Linked DNA regions of Zea mays: all the other regions are linked to region 2. A link is a contact called in public Hi-C data. All regions are on one chromosome and are shown on one strand. The core of a region is the stretch at or near the end of the contact, and the rest is flanking DNA. Distances in the headings are between cores, read along the strand shown.

What was found. A called contact is a pair of places that touch in the nucleus more often than the background predicts.
Region 1: a contact with region 2 is called in a Hi-C map of leaf, with 6 times the contacts expected there. The contact joins two enhancer-like sites. A contact is called at or near these places in 2 of 25 Hi-C or Micro-C datasets (ear and leaf).
Region 3: a Hi-C map of endosperm shows a contact between it and region 2, with 3 times the contacts expected there. The contact joins the promoter of LOC103640990 here to the enhancer-like site in region 2. A contact is called at or near these places in 4 of 25 Hi-C or Micro-C datasets (bundle sheath, ear, endosperm and 1 more).

What each region holds. Positions count from the first base shown.
Region 1 is chr10:29,813,737-29,818,070 of Zm-B73-REFERENCE-NAM-5.0, reverse strand. No RefSeq gene overlaps it. Among protein-coding and RNA genes, the nearest start is that of LOC103640988, 51 kb to the right of the region's middle. Within about 2 kb of position 1,945, at least 7 of the 20 cell types and tissues checked have an H3K27ac peak or open chromatin away from gene starts, as enhancers often do. A contact at or near this core is called in leaf, where this site is marked.
Region 2 is chr10:30,274,152-30,278,920 of Zm-B73-REFERENCE-NAM-5.0, reverse strand. No RefSeq gene overlaps it. Among protein-coding and RNA genes, the nearest start is that of LOC100283010, 93 kb to the left of the region's middle. Within about 2 kb of position 2,455, at least 20 of the 20 cell types and tissues checked have an H3K27ac peak or open chromatin away from gene starts, as enhancers often do. A contact at or near this core is called in bundle sheath, ear, endosperm and 1 more, where this site is marked.
Region 3 is chr10:30,644,133-30,648,503 of Zm-B73-REFERENCE-NAM-5.0, reverse strand. It overlaps LOC103640990 (probable serine/threonine-protein kinase At1g09600), which reads right to left and starts at 1,474. Exons shown (of 9, transcript XM_008664416.3): 1 at 1,011-1,474; 2 at 178-828; 3 at 1-112. The coding sequence starts at 606.

The sequences.
Region 1 (4,334 bases), core at 696-3,195, 460 kb after region 2:
CTGAAATCAAGGACTTGTTGGGAAGGAGCTACATATGCTAAAGTCAGATCTTAGACTAGAGAGTAACTTTGTTTTTGATGGATGGATCAAAGAGATGAATCCCGGAAGAAGCTGAAACACAGATGAAACTCATTTGAAACCCTAAACTAACCCCAAATGTGGAATTTAAAATCTAGAAGGATTTAGCTAAAAGTCCATATACCAAGGTTGTAGAACTTGGAAAAGTGAACAAATTTTATAGCTGGAGAATTCCAAGTTGAGTGGAGAAATTTGGAGTAATTTGCAAAATTTCAGCTTGGGTTCAGTTTGAATTGGGCTGAAAACAGTTTCATATAGCTGTTTTTGGACCCTTATAACTTTTGATCTACGGACTTTTGGTAAGGAGTTACTATAAAAAACTTGTAAAATGACTGTTGGAGAACAATCCTTATTAAGTGTACCAGCCCTAAAAGTATATGCAACTGGCTGAAAAAGTGGTCCAATTTAGGGCTGTCAGATTTCAGACTTAGTGTAAATGCAAATCCTGAATTTCAGTGTTTTGGTGTAACTTTGGAGCTCTCTATTGCTTTATCCATAGGGTTATAGGTTATGATCATTATAACACAATTATAGAGCTAAATGAGGAGTATAAGTTTGATTAAGACACTTAGCCCTAAAGCTATTTGGAACCTAGAGAAAAGCTGGTCTAAAGTAGATCTGTCTGAAAGTGTGGATTTCAGACTTAGTGAAATTCAGTCTGAATTTCAGTAATTTGGGCAAGCTTTGCACCTCTGTAGTTTGGAATCTATGAGGGTTTAGATATGGGTCACTATGTCAAAGTTGTAGAGGAACTATAGGAGTATAAACTTTATTAAGCAACTGGCCCCTAAAAACATTTGAAACCCAGGAAAAAAGAGTGGTTCCAAGTGGTGCTGCTGTATTTCTGAATTTTCATATTTAAAACAGTAACTAGAACTGAGTTCAGTGTTTGATAGCAGTTTTGGGAGCTTGTTTGTCACTAATCCCTAAGGATTTGGGCTGAGAGGTCCATAAATGGATTGAAGACCATCTGTTGATGAATAACTTTCCTTAAGTGAGCTTGACATGACCCCATACAAAAATTGGAGTAAAACTTGCCCAAAAATGTCAGTGTGCACAAACTGAATTTTTGTGCAGATCACTGAAACATAAATTTACAGTTTGGTGCTCTGTTTGGAGCTCTATTGTGCCAAATCTTGGTAGTTTTGGACGAAGAACTTTATAGAAAAATGGAAGACCATATCTAGGAGAACAAACGTATTTAAGAAGTGTTGGGTTGGTGCTACACAAATTTGGGAGAGAAGTTAGTTCCAAGATGGGCTGTCAAGTTGCTTTGACTGAAATTTTGTTCAGTTTCTGAAACCTGAAATTCAGTGGATGGTGCCTAGTTTGGAGCTCTTTTGTGACCGGTTCCTAAGGTTTTGGACTATAGAATGTGTAGAGAAATTGAAGGTCTTATATTAGGAGACAAGTTTCTTATGGTGAGTAGGCCTAGTGCTGTGCAAAAATTTGGAGTAAAAGGTACCCAAAACCCTTTCTGTCAGACATATAAAGTCAATAGATGTTTCAGTTAGCTGAAACCAGAATCCAGTGAATGGGGCTCACTTTGAGCATTTGTAACTTCTGTTCTGCATATTTTTAACCTTCGATTTTTGTATAGATTGTGTTAAGGGCAGTGAGTTGCTATAAGAAGGATGGAGTATTAGGACCCTGAAATGCCTCTGTTAGTCCAGTGGGTCGAAGTTCAGTTGGTTCAGTATTGGGGCATGTGTTTGAAGAACATTCCAGTCACTGTGACGCTTTGTTGTTTCTGTCAAAGGGAGTATGAGGGGTGTTAGCACTTTATGAAAGGATGAGCTTGGACTTCAAATATCTGGGACCAAAGAGTTCAAACCTTATCCCAACTGCTGACTCAGTTATTGCTGTGCTGCTCTATCAAAACACCGCTGTTTTTTTTTTCAGTTTCTCCTCGCTGTAGCTTGCCCTTACGTGGGCGTGGATGCCTGGGCCACGTGCTCAGGTCCATGCAAACTTTAGCCATAACCTGTAGATGTCGAGATAGTAATGGATGTTAGAGCTGCTTCGGTTTATACCTTGCTGTGGTTGCCAAGGCAAAAGGGTGTTTCTCTTTCCCCTCGACTTGTGCTTCTTAGCTAGGTCCGGCTAGAGTTTTACCGTCCCTGTTTCTACGCCGTAGTAGCTTGGTCACGCAGTTCTTTCAGTCTAAACCCACCCCTTGTCGCCGTTGCCTTCCAAATCTAGTGACCACGCCGGCCGTCGCTCTACCCGAGGCCAGGATCCTTGATCGGGAACGGGGAACTTGCCGCCAGACCACGTCGCCGCAGATCGACGTCATAGACAGCCTCATCTCCAGCCGTTCAAACCACGTGTTCGGTGTTCCCCGAGTGATTTCGTGCACGCAACAGGAATTTGGTGAGTCTCTAATGCTCCCCGTGTACTTGGGAGAGGATTTACTGCGGAGATGTCTCGGGATCGGGTTCGCAGTCTAGGATATCGCCGGTAACGTGGCTGGAACTTTGTAAAAGAGTGGAATCCGAGGGACTTAAGTGAATCTGTCGGTGAGTAAGATAACAGTGGAAAGGGCCGATGTGGATTAGTTTGAGCGCGAAGGTCCTTTTTGCAAGATATGTGATGAGGGCGCGGGCTATTCGTTGTGGGCCAACTCTTTCTGTTACTGGGTCGGCTGGGCTAGGTTTTGGCCTAGTACTGTACTCAGTTTTATCGTTTTTTTATTAGCAAACTTGTAAATTGAGCTAAAAATCATAGAAAAATGATAAATTAATGGGACAAATTTTGTTGGACGTCTAATTTCATGACCTCTCTCGTAAAGTTGGTTTTAGGTTTTTTAGATTAATTAGCAAATTCTAAGTGAATTTAAGGTGCTCTTGGGAGGCCTATATTAATTTTATAAATAAGAGGATAACACCAAAAATTTTGAAATTTTTTTGGAGAGACTTGTTATCAGAAGTTAAAACTGTGGGCAAAAATTTGGAACTCGTTGGATGTGATTTGCTTAGTAAACTAATTATTGTCCAAAAAGAAAATGACTTCACCTATGGAATGAGGGCGGCTAATAGTTTAGTGAAGTGATGAAGTTGCTTAAAAAGCTTTAAGCTTTTGGATGAGATCTAAGATAGGTTAGTTCTCTGGTTTGTCTAAGTAATTCAATTTGGTCATTTTTAGCAAGTGTTGGTGATGTAGAACCATGTGTATGCTTGTCTTGTGTTTTAGTTTGTGGTGTTTATGTTCCCCACCTCTCCTTGTGAGAGTTTGCATTCCATATCATTACATAAGCATACATGTATTTGTAATTGACTTGTAGAACACCTAGAAGAAGTGGTATTTGAAGGAGTCTACTCCAGTGGCTGCTAATCAAGTGGAGGAGCTATCTAACTGTGTATTGGATAGAGGGATCGAGAGCCTCTTCACAGCAACAAAGGCAAGCCACGATGCATTTGCCCCTTCCTTGTATTTTTAAAAGACTTTTATACACTTTAAGTCTAGTGAAATGTGCATTAAGTTTATAGGAATTGATTGGAAACTACTTGATGCATTGACTACCTTGATATCCATTCCTTTATAGATACTTCTAGTGAAGTATCAAATATGATTTACAAAAAATGCTTAGCCCTGCTTAAATCTTGTGGATAGAGGTTGTATTTTGCATTAATGCCTAGCTCAGGGGTTATCTTAAGGAAGGATGGCTTCTACCTGCAAGAATATTTTCATTGGGAGCATGGTGGGATCTTACTGCAAAGTTCCCTATAATGCTCTTTTCATCCTTAGAGGAACACAAAAAAATCCTAAGGGTGGAAGTAATTAACTCGAGACTTGGGCTAGGAACAGGTGATGCTCCATCCAGGTTAATTAAGGATTGGATGCGTATGTAGGCCTATATGATCAAGGACTATCTTAGCTGGCCACATGCCCTGGATATGGGACAGGGTAAGCTTGAACCCGGCCATTCCATACGTGAAAAGACAACCGCGCACTGGGCGTGGGAGATGGTGGGAGTAGCGTGTACCCTCCTAGCTAGAGGCTAGACGGAGGAGTACTGTGCTCCCGGGTAGCACAGAACGATTCACGTTGTGGAGGATCTGTGGGAATGGTTGACATATGCAAGGGTTAAGTGCTACATATGTCGTGTGGTTAGAGATCCTCAGCTGAGTAAATCGATTCGGATCGTCGTTATATCCCCGGACAGTGGAGACTTGATCTCTGACCTGCAACCTAGGTCAGGATGTAAACATTATGAATAAAAATAATGTTGTATTGATGAGATGGTGAAATTAGAC
Region 2 (4,769 bases), core at 1,206-3,705:
CCCTCATCCGAAAAGCCTTCGCAGCATGATCGACCCGAGAACCTCCCTATACACAGCTCCTCTACCGCCCTTGCCCCTTTCGCGTAAGGTAGTCCTCCACTAGCTTTACTAATTAGTTAGCCAAGGGCATCCCATTCCACCCTTGTGGTAGCACGAATATTAATTAACACAATGATCTTGTCAAGAACAATAACTAAAATAACTAGAACATGGTCATAATGTAACATTAATCGCCTAGTAGAGCAATAGCAAAACTACCCAAAAGTTCAGTGGTAAACAAGGTGTGGGATAAACAGATCTAGGGAAACCTATTAGGTCCCTTCAAATTAACTTGAGCATGTCACAGTGATTAATCGAAACATTATTGGATAAAGAGAAAAGTGATCAAGGGCATAACTTGCCTGGGACTCAAGATTCCTAGGTACCAGCTTGGTCTTCAAGATTCTCGTAACCTCGCTGCTAATCATAGCAATACAAACAAACATGGTATAGGGAAAACTAACATCACACCAAACATAGAAACAAATTGTACAATAATGATCTTTGCTTCGCAACTAGATCGCAGGTTCGAGAATCACTAAATTCGGAGTTACGGTTAAAGATTTATGATTTTCTGAAGATTTAAGTGTTTAATATAGAATAAACTAAGTGCATAATTTTATTCTATGTTTCATGACAAAATAAGGTTACCAGATAATAAACAATATTATTATGAATTTAATGCAACTCGAATGGATAAAAAAAGGAGTTAGAATGAATTACTTATGAATTAAACAAGTTTCTGGAATTATTTTTATACGAAAAATCATTTTCTTTATTAATTTTACCCATTTTATTAACCTTTGGGCCGCGGCCACAATTTTCTAGAAGCTCAGGGGGTCACATGCAAATTTCAAGACCTAGTTGCTATGTTCTTTGAATATGGTGGACGACAGGTTTATTTAAAACAAACCCAAGGGCTCTTATGCAAACTGGGCACGACGAAGGGATATCGCATGCCATGGACGAAGGTATAATTCACCGGACTGTCCGGTGTGCCACCGGACTGTCCGGTGCACCAGCGGAGCAACGGCTATCTGCGCGCAACGGTCGACTCTGACAGTGAACAGTGCAGAACAGTACACGCGGCAGAAGTCAGAGCAGATGGTCAGAGGGGCACCGGACTGTCCGGTGCCACATGAGGACAGAGCCTCCAACGGTCGACCAGCTCCAAGCCCTAACGATAGGATGACGTGGCGGCGCACCGGACACTGTCCGGTGGTGCACCGGACTATCCGGTGCGCCCATCGCCAGCAGCCTTCTCCAACGGCTACAATTTGGTTGGTGGCTATAAATACCACCCCAATTGGCCACTTCAAGAGGAAGGGAGCCCAAGCAACATTCCAAGTCACATAGTTGACATACTCAAGCCCTCCCAACCACCTCTATTCATTGATCCATCCTATACACAAGGTTTAGACCACTACAAACCACACAAGTGCCACAAAAGAGAGAGCAAGCAAAAGAAAGCCTCTTGTGAGAGTTTAGCTCTAGTGCCTTGTGAGATTCATTGAGAGAAAGTGTGTGCTACATCTTGCGTTCATTGTGCGTGGAGTTTTGACTCCCATTGAACTTCCTCCAAAGTTTTGGAGGCTTGTAAAGCTAGCAAGAGACACCTAAGTGTGTGGCGATCCTTGCGGGGTCTTAAGTGATCCTTGAGAAGAAGAAGAGCTCGCTGATCTTGGGGATCGGTTGAGAGAGGGAAAGGGTTGAAAGAGACCCGTCCTTAGTGGACTCCTCAACGGGGACTAGGCCATCGAGGGCCGAACCTCGGTAAAACAAATCACCCGTGTCTCGTGTGTTTATTGCTTGTGATTTGTTTGTTCTCTCTCTTTCTAAGTTCTCTTGCGCTACTCTTTGTTAATATCCTTTTGTGTTGCTTCAAGTTAAAATCACATTTAGAGAAGCAACTCCTTGCAAGAAAGAACTTGTGCTACTCTTCTTATTTAAGCCCTCTTGCATTATTCTCCACCATCTCTAGTAGTATTGTTATTAATTAAATTCCGTACTCTTTGAATACAATACCCATTGCAAGCAAAGGACTTAGTTTTTATACTTCGATAATTTTGTGTCTTGTTCTAACCACTAAGCAAGGGATCTAGTTGGGGTGTAAAGTTATAATTTTCAGGATTCGCCTATCCACCCCCCTATAGGCGACTTTCAACGGTCAAGATTAAAATTTTCATAAACCGAAATGGTACGCTAAACAAGCCGTCAGATCCGAGATCTACGATCGCAATTAAAAATAGCTGAGATTCGATCTCACTTGTGCTATCCCGAATCAACGAGCAGGAATTAACAGACTCCCCGATTAGATCTCATTCGTCCGTCATCGATCAGTAGCTCAGATCACCCCACAAAATGGTATGCACAGGCCTAATCTCAACCGTTCATCCTTTAATCCACGTTTAAGGCACTTCCCCCTTGCCCGCCACGACCAGAGCAGCGGCGTCGCCGCCCCCATACGACAGAGCTTCACCGGTGATTGGTCCGTTGCCGATACGGTGCCCGGTGCTCTAAGCGAAACACATCAAAACAAAGCTAGGCTCAAAGAGAATCTATGGGAGGGGTTGTTACCGGAAATCACGATGTCGTGCTCAACGAATCCTGCTCGCGGCGTCCCCACTTTCTCCCATGGTGATCCATCCCCTCCTGCAATGGTATCGAGATATCCTGTGTTCTTGGTTCTGTTCTGGTGAGCAGGGGGCATGGCGCTCGGATTTCTTTATAGCCCAGGGGTGAGGAGTCTGCATAAGGGGAGGCCGAGGAGCCCGACGGGGTTGGTGCGATTCTGTTTTGGAGGTCTCGGCAGGGGAGAGCAATCTGGCGCGTGGGCCCCACATGGAAGACGCAACAATTTTGTGGCCGGTGGTGTGTCTAGCTGAGGCAGGGGCCCGCCCATCAGTGCCAAAGCACGACAGCCAGGGAGTCAGCGGTAGCGAGCCCACTGGGCCGTGCGGAGGAGAGGGAGCCAAACCGGGCAGCGTGAAGGTGGCCCATGCATAGTGATGCCCTTTTCTCCTTTTTTTCATTTTGTTTCTCAATTTCAACTCAGATTCAAATTCGAATTCTAGATCAAATAGAGATCAAACTTACAGTATATTTAAGTACTCAAACAAAAACCTCAACATGAATGCAAGTTATATTTATAAAGATTATTTTTACTCACCTAATTTAAAATATATTTCAAATGTGAAGTACACACATTATTAAGAAATACTATTTTGAATGTAAATTTAAAGGCTTTTCCACAATTCAACATTTACTACTTATTATTATTTATTTATATTAAATGGATATGTTTTATAAAGGTAGAAAATCATTTATAGAAGTCATTTATCTCAAATCCTTTGGAGAACTTTTTATACCTCACAAAATAGGATTTTGTGTGTCACGACCCGTTTGCTTGGATAGATGACGAATCCTTGGAAGATGATTTAGATTATTTTGTGGCACTAGATTTAGCTGCAGCGGAGTCTCTATTAAGGGTCGCCCCCCTTGAAGCACCGGCGACTTCTACGGGGGTAGCCCCTGGTGAACCGCGAGGGCGAAAAAAGATTGGGCTATCGAAACAAAGTGTCGGGATGGTAGAAGAGTCTTCGCAAGGTATTAGAAGACATCACCGAATGGTCATGGAGAGGTCGCATCTTCGGATTGGACCGCGGTTGGATCAAGGGACCCGTCGTGACTTACTGGCGCCGACGGCCGGGTCATGCTTCGGGGAGGGGGATCTGCGGGCCCTTTTTGATGGTGAAGAGTTGAAGTTGATGCTATTTAATTTCCGAGAAGCTGGTCTTATTCCGAAACAAGAGCCAATGTAACAATGAGTGTTGCCATCGCCGTTCTTTAGTGACGATAAGCAAAAACACTGCCCTCGCCCCCCTTCGCTAAAGGACGGCTGTGGGGACATGTATGTGGGCAATTTTCTTGTGCGCATCTTGTAATTGAAATATGATGTGTCTTTCATTGTGGTGTATGCGCTGAGTTGCAGATGGTAGCGTCTTCGCACGTTTTGGTGTTGTTAATATGTTTATATTGATCCGACTGTTGGTAGAGTATTATCTTTTGTCTAGGTGATGACTTCATTTTTTGCGATACACCTATTGTGTGAATCCAGCTGCACCCTTAGGTGACTTTTGCTTGGATAAAAATATGCGTCTCTAGGACGACTTCACACCCTTGGGTAGTGGGACGCACTTATATTGATCCAGCTGCACCCTTAGGCCACTTCTGCCTGCACTGTGCTTGTCGCACGCAACAGATGTTGAGGCTGGCCGTTGCGGTGTCTGTTTTAGCGTCGAATGTCGAAGACCGACTTCGTAGTTTTTTTCGACATACAAGCTGTCATGGTGCCGCTTTTGAATCAATAGCAAAGACAAATATAGAAAAGATTACTGAGGAAATTCTAGAAGGCTTATCTGAAGATACTGATGACAGCGACAGTTATGATGCGGAAAGTGGAGGCGAAGACTAAAGATCGGCCCTGGCGACCAAGTCATGCAGTCTTCGGGAAATCGACTATCAAACAGAGTCATCTTGATAATATGAGAGGAAGGTATTTTCGAGATATGTCTATTGTGAGGGCTGACGCAGACAGGGTTGTTCCTACCCCCGAAGAAAACGAAGTTATGATCTACCGAAGCTTCTTCAAAGCTGGGCTTCGGTTCCCATTGAGCAGATTTGTTGTTGAAGTTTTAAAGACATATCAGATTTTCCTACACCAGATCACT
Region 3 (4,371 bases), core at 225-2,724, 370 kb before region 2:
AGCGCACGCTCTCGGGATCCATGTTGACGAACCGCACCTTTTTTAGCGCAACGATCTTCCCAGATTCCAGATCCCGGGCTTTGTACACCACACTGTAGGTTCCTTGCCCAATCTGCGACGCAAAACAATCTATTCTAGCAATTTGCATGCATGGTATACACTCAGTAAGTAGTTTACCTTGGCCAGTTTCTCAAAGGAATCTGCTCGCCGAGGCAACCAGCCTTCTACTGCTTTAGGTGCCACATTCACGAGCCAAGATGGCCAGCCAGAGACTGCATTAAGCCCTTTAAACTCTGCGTTGTTTCCACTGCTGATCCTAGCATCTAGAGACACTACCACCTTTTCTGCACCATACAGATTTCCTTTGGTCTTTGCATTATTAAGCGCGGCTGAACTGCTGCTGTCCTTCGCGATCGCATCAGTGGCTGGCTCACTTCTCCTTGGCGGCGTTCTGCGTCCAGAAGCGGCATTGGCATCTTCTTTGGCGCCTTTGGAGCAAAGACAGCCCATAAGATGCAGGGCCTTCTTCTTGAACGAGCTGATTGCACTGAGACCAATTTTTGCGGTTTTTCTTGCTAATCTCTGCACTTGACGACAAATGACCATCTCCTCAGCTAGCTTCCCAGTCTTGCTACTGACTTTTGATTGTATCCGTGATGACCATACAATTATTGAAAGAACAGCAGATGAGTTCGTTCTTTATTTTGTGCTTTTTTCCCCCTATATATGATCTTGAGGAACAGGCTACCAGTTTCTTCAATGCCTATTCTCTAGGGGCGCGGGGTGATTAGATGGACTGGCACAAATTGTATAGATATTGGAGAGAAACTGAAATGCGTGAAAATAATGTCAAATTTGGGCAACAGTTTGAAGAAGGCCAGCAAATTAAAACGTTTGGAATTTTATGAATCAGGCTAATCTATCAAAACCAACTACTATGTAGCACACAAGTTTTTTCCAATTCAAATGATTTCATATGAAACACTAGGCGTGATAAAAAAAAACTTTACCTTTGGGAGGAGCTAGCAGCACCCTGACCCAACCGACAGTAAGTTGATTGTGGGCAATGGTTAGCTCTTTCAAAATCTGATCAGGAGCAGGAAAAACCAGCCAAATATGATGAAAATTGCAGATTGGTGTGAAGGCATCCCAGCAACATGAACCAAGAACCAGGTATCAATCTGTTTTTTTCCTTCAATAAACCATTACGACACCAGCTTCCCATTTTGGTCCTTGGACAGAGGGGTGAGTACAAGAACACTAATGCACAACAAAGTTGGATTGCAAACAACAGATAGGGATTTCGCTGTAAGGGAGTTTCATAGAGAAATTTCTTTATTTTTTCTGTCTCTAAAGCAATACACGAAAAAAAATTAAAAAAAAAATATCAAAAGGAAATGAACCAAACCATTAGAAATTGCTAACGGCCAGGTATTCAGAAAGGAACGGATGGGAGATATTGTGAGAGCTAAAATTAGCTCATGGTTACCCTTCTTATCTATAAATAGTTACAAGTCATGTTTCTTCTCTCTCATACCTCCTGTGTATAACCTCCAACAATTTGGATGCGGTTAATGGATAGATGATAGTGTAATTCATTTTACATAAAAACTACTGTAGCAAAAAGAAAATTCTGTAAATTGTAATGTGACTATATTAAATTAGATTTTTGCAGGGCAACTTTTTTAACATATTAAAAAATACTCCAAAAAAATCTATCTCTACTAATTAAAAAAGCAGCACCATCGTGCGATGTTTGTGCTTCACGTGCATTGCATTTGCATACAAGCCTGCCTCCGCGTTTGGAATCACATGCAGCCCCTCCTTTACCCACGCGCTACATGATGCATGCATGCAAGTCTGGTCCCGCGTCCGAATCCTCTCTGCGCGGTGCGCGACCGCTTCGTGGGCCGATGCGCTGCGTGGGTTGCACGCATACCGGGTTAAGTTCATCTAGGCCCTGCCATACATCCCGACTGGAACCTCACAAGATATTAGGCCTACTCATACCTGTCTTTGTCACAAAAATCTAGAACGACTATACAGGTGTGCTAAATAGCTTGACAGGAACAAGATCTTACTTCTCCTTTACATCCCAAGAGCGATTAACACATCTCATAGACATTACAACACAAATCGGAGTAAAGCGGAAAGAGTTATAATAACTTAATTCACATCCAGATGTTTGAGTAAACAATATAAGGAAAGAGTAGTTATTACAATATAAGGGTTTGAGTGCAACCTACTTATTTCATAATTGGAAGGTTAGCACCTTCCATAACCAATACTTAAGTTTCCTCCTCTGCTTTGGGACTACTTGGTGCAGAAGCAACAAAACTCCAAAGGTTCACCATCTGCAACGATGGGTTCAAAGAACCCTAAGTACGAAGGTATTTTCGCAAGTCTTACCTGACTAAAGAAAAGACTATCAATGATATGTTGAATTTTGAGAATAAATGTAAAGTATAGCAAGAATCAAGAACTCTATTGCATCAAAGCTTACTAAAATTGGTCCCCAAGCTTTCATTGTACTTGCCAAATTAAGTAGTTTCCTGAATCTAGATTATCCTAATCTAGATCAATCACTTGTCTTAATCTAGCTTTCTTTTATCACATCCTAGTTTCACTTGTTAAATACGATGTAGGGCAGTGACCAAGTCTTCATATATGAGAAGTAACGACAATCCGAATCAATTAATACCCAGCTGTTGATGTCTAATCACACGATATATGTAGCACTTAACCCTTGCATATGTCAACCGTCTTCAGGTTTCTCAAGACCAGAACGGTTTCACGCCACCCGATAGCACAGTTACTCTATCGTCCAGCCTCTTGTCACGGAGGGTACACGCTACTCTTGCCATCTAAGAGAAGCTTGTAAGAAAACATAACATTGTCAAAATATTGGAAAAAGATAGTCTAACAACTAGATATCAAAACATCACCTTTCTTCCCTATAGCTCCACTTTCAAGTTGGCAATGTTCCTCTGCACGACAGTTACTTCCCTCAAAACCTTCACCAAATCACCGCTTTTGTCAGAGCTAGTCTGGTCTTCCTGCAATAAGAAAAACATAGGGGAATAGTGAGCACTTGAGATGGCCATTTGTTCATTGCTGGTACCACCTCAGTTTTTGCATGCTTGTGTCTAGTGCGTCAGTTCAGACTCAATCATTTCGAACCTATATTTCAAGCAATGAAAGAAATACTCTAAATAGGAGGAAAAGGAAAAGATGTGAAGACTATGCGGACATGAGGTCATACGTCATAATTGAGGCACAAGGACGCTCATGGACAGTAGCTTAATCAGTTGCTTGGCCTTAATAATATGAAGGGGTCCCATTATCTTCCTAGTCGTCGAAATAGCAAAAAGAAAAGGTCACTCTACCAAATTTAGCTCGCACGAGATTCCCTGCTCCTTTGATGTGCCATTCACGATAATGATGATGCATGCATCCTACTACTCACCAATAAATGACGTCTGGGAGGGTGACCGTAGTCGTGAGTGTAGTGAACAACAAAGACGGAGTGAATAAAGTAAAACAACTTGTCAGCGATTTAACTAAGATTAGGTTTCGCTAAAAGTCTATCAATCTGTGAAAGGCCTGTGTTTCTTCTCGATTGATACATGGACAACAAATTTCTTGGTGATGTATTTTGAAGGGAAAACGTTGTGTGGAAAACTGACAGAGCTCATCTTGTTCATATCCCTTCGAGCAGTCGTTGTCAGAACGTTGCTAAAGCCAGAGGCTAGGTAAGCTCCAATTACACCTAATGAGCGAAAAAATTGCTATTTTGTCACTTCATTGTGGGCTCTTTACTATTATGTCACCCTATGTCTATGACTTGTGTGACTATTTGTGTCTATGATTTGTGTGTCTGATGGTAAAATAGAAAAGCCCACGACTGAGAGTGCCTATCAGCAGGTCGGCATAGAAGCCACCATAAATAATGACAAGAAACCCATCTTCTTGTCTTGTGACGGAGCAGGATTAACATCTTGTTTATCTGCTTGATATATGGTTAACGTCGGACCGGTCGTTAACTTTGTTTATTTGTGGCAGTGTACTCTGGCGTCGGATGTCTGAAGGCGAAAATAAAAGACAAGACAAATCCAGTCTTATGTCACTAATTGCATCGGTTCATGCGTCAGCAGATTATGATGTATGTGGGCAAGGAAAATAGCTGGGCGTGCCAACATCACATAGACGATTTACCTGAAAGTTCCCATCACACGTGTAGAAACAGCGTTTACTTCAACTGCTTGGTATTTGGCTAACCCAAAATTTGCAACTTGTACCAAAAAATGTGCATCTTTCAGTTAAGTATGCAGGGCAGGCACACATGACTGAAGATTTTCGGTTGTTTGGGGT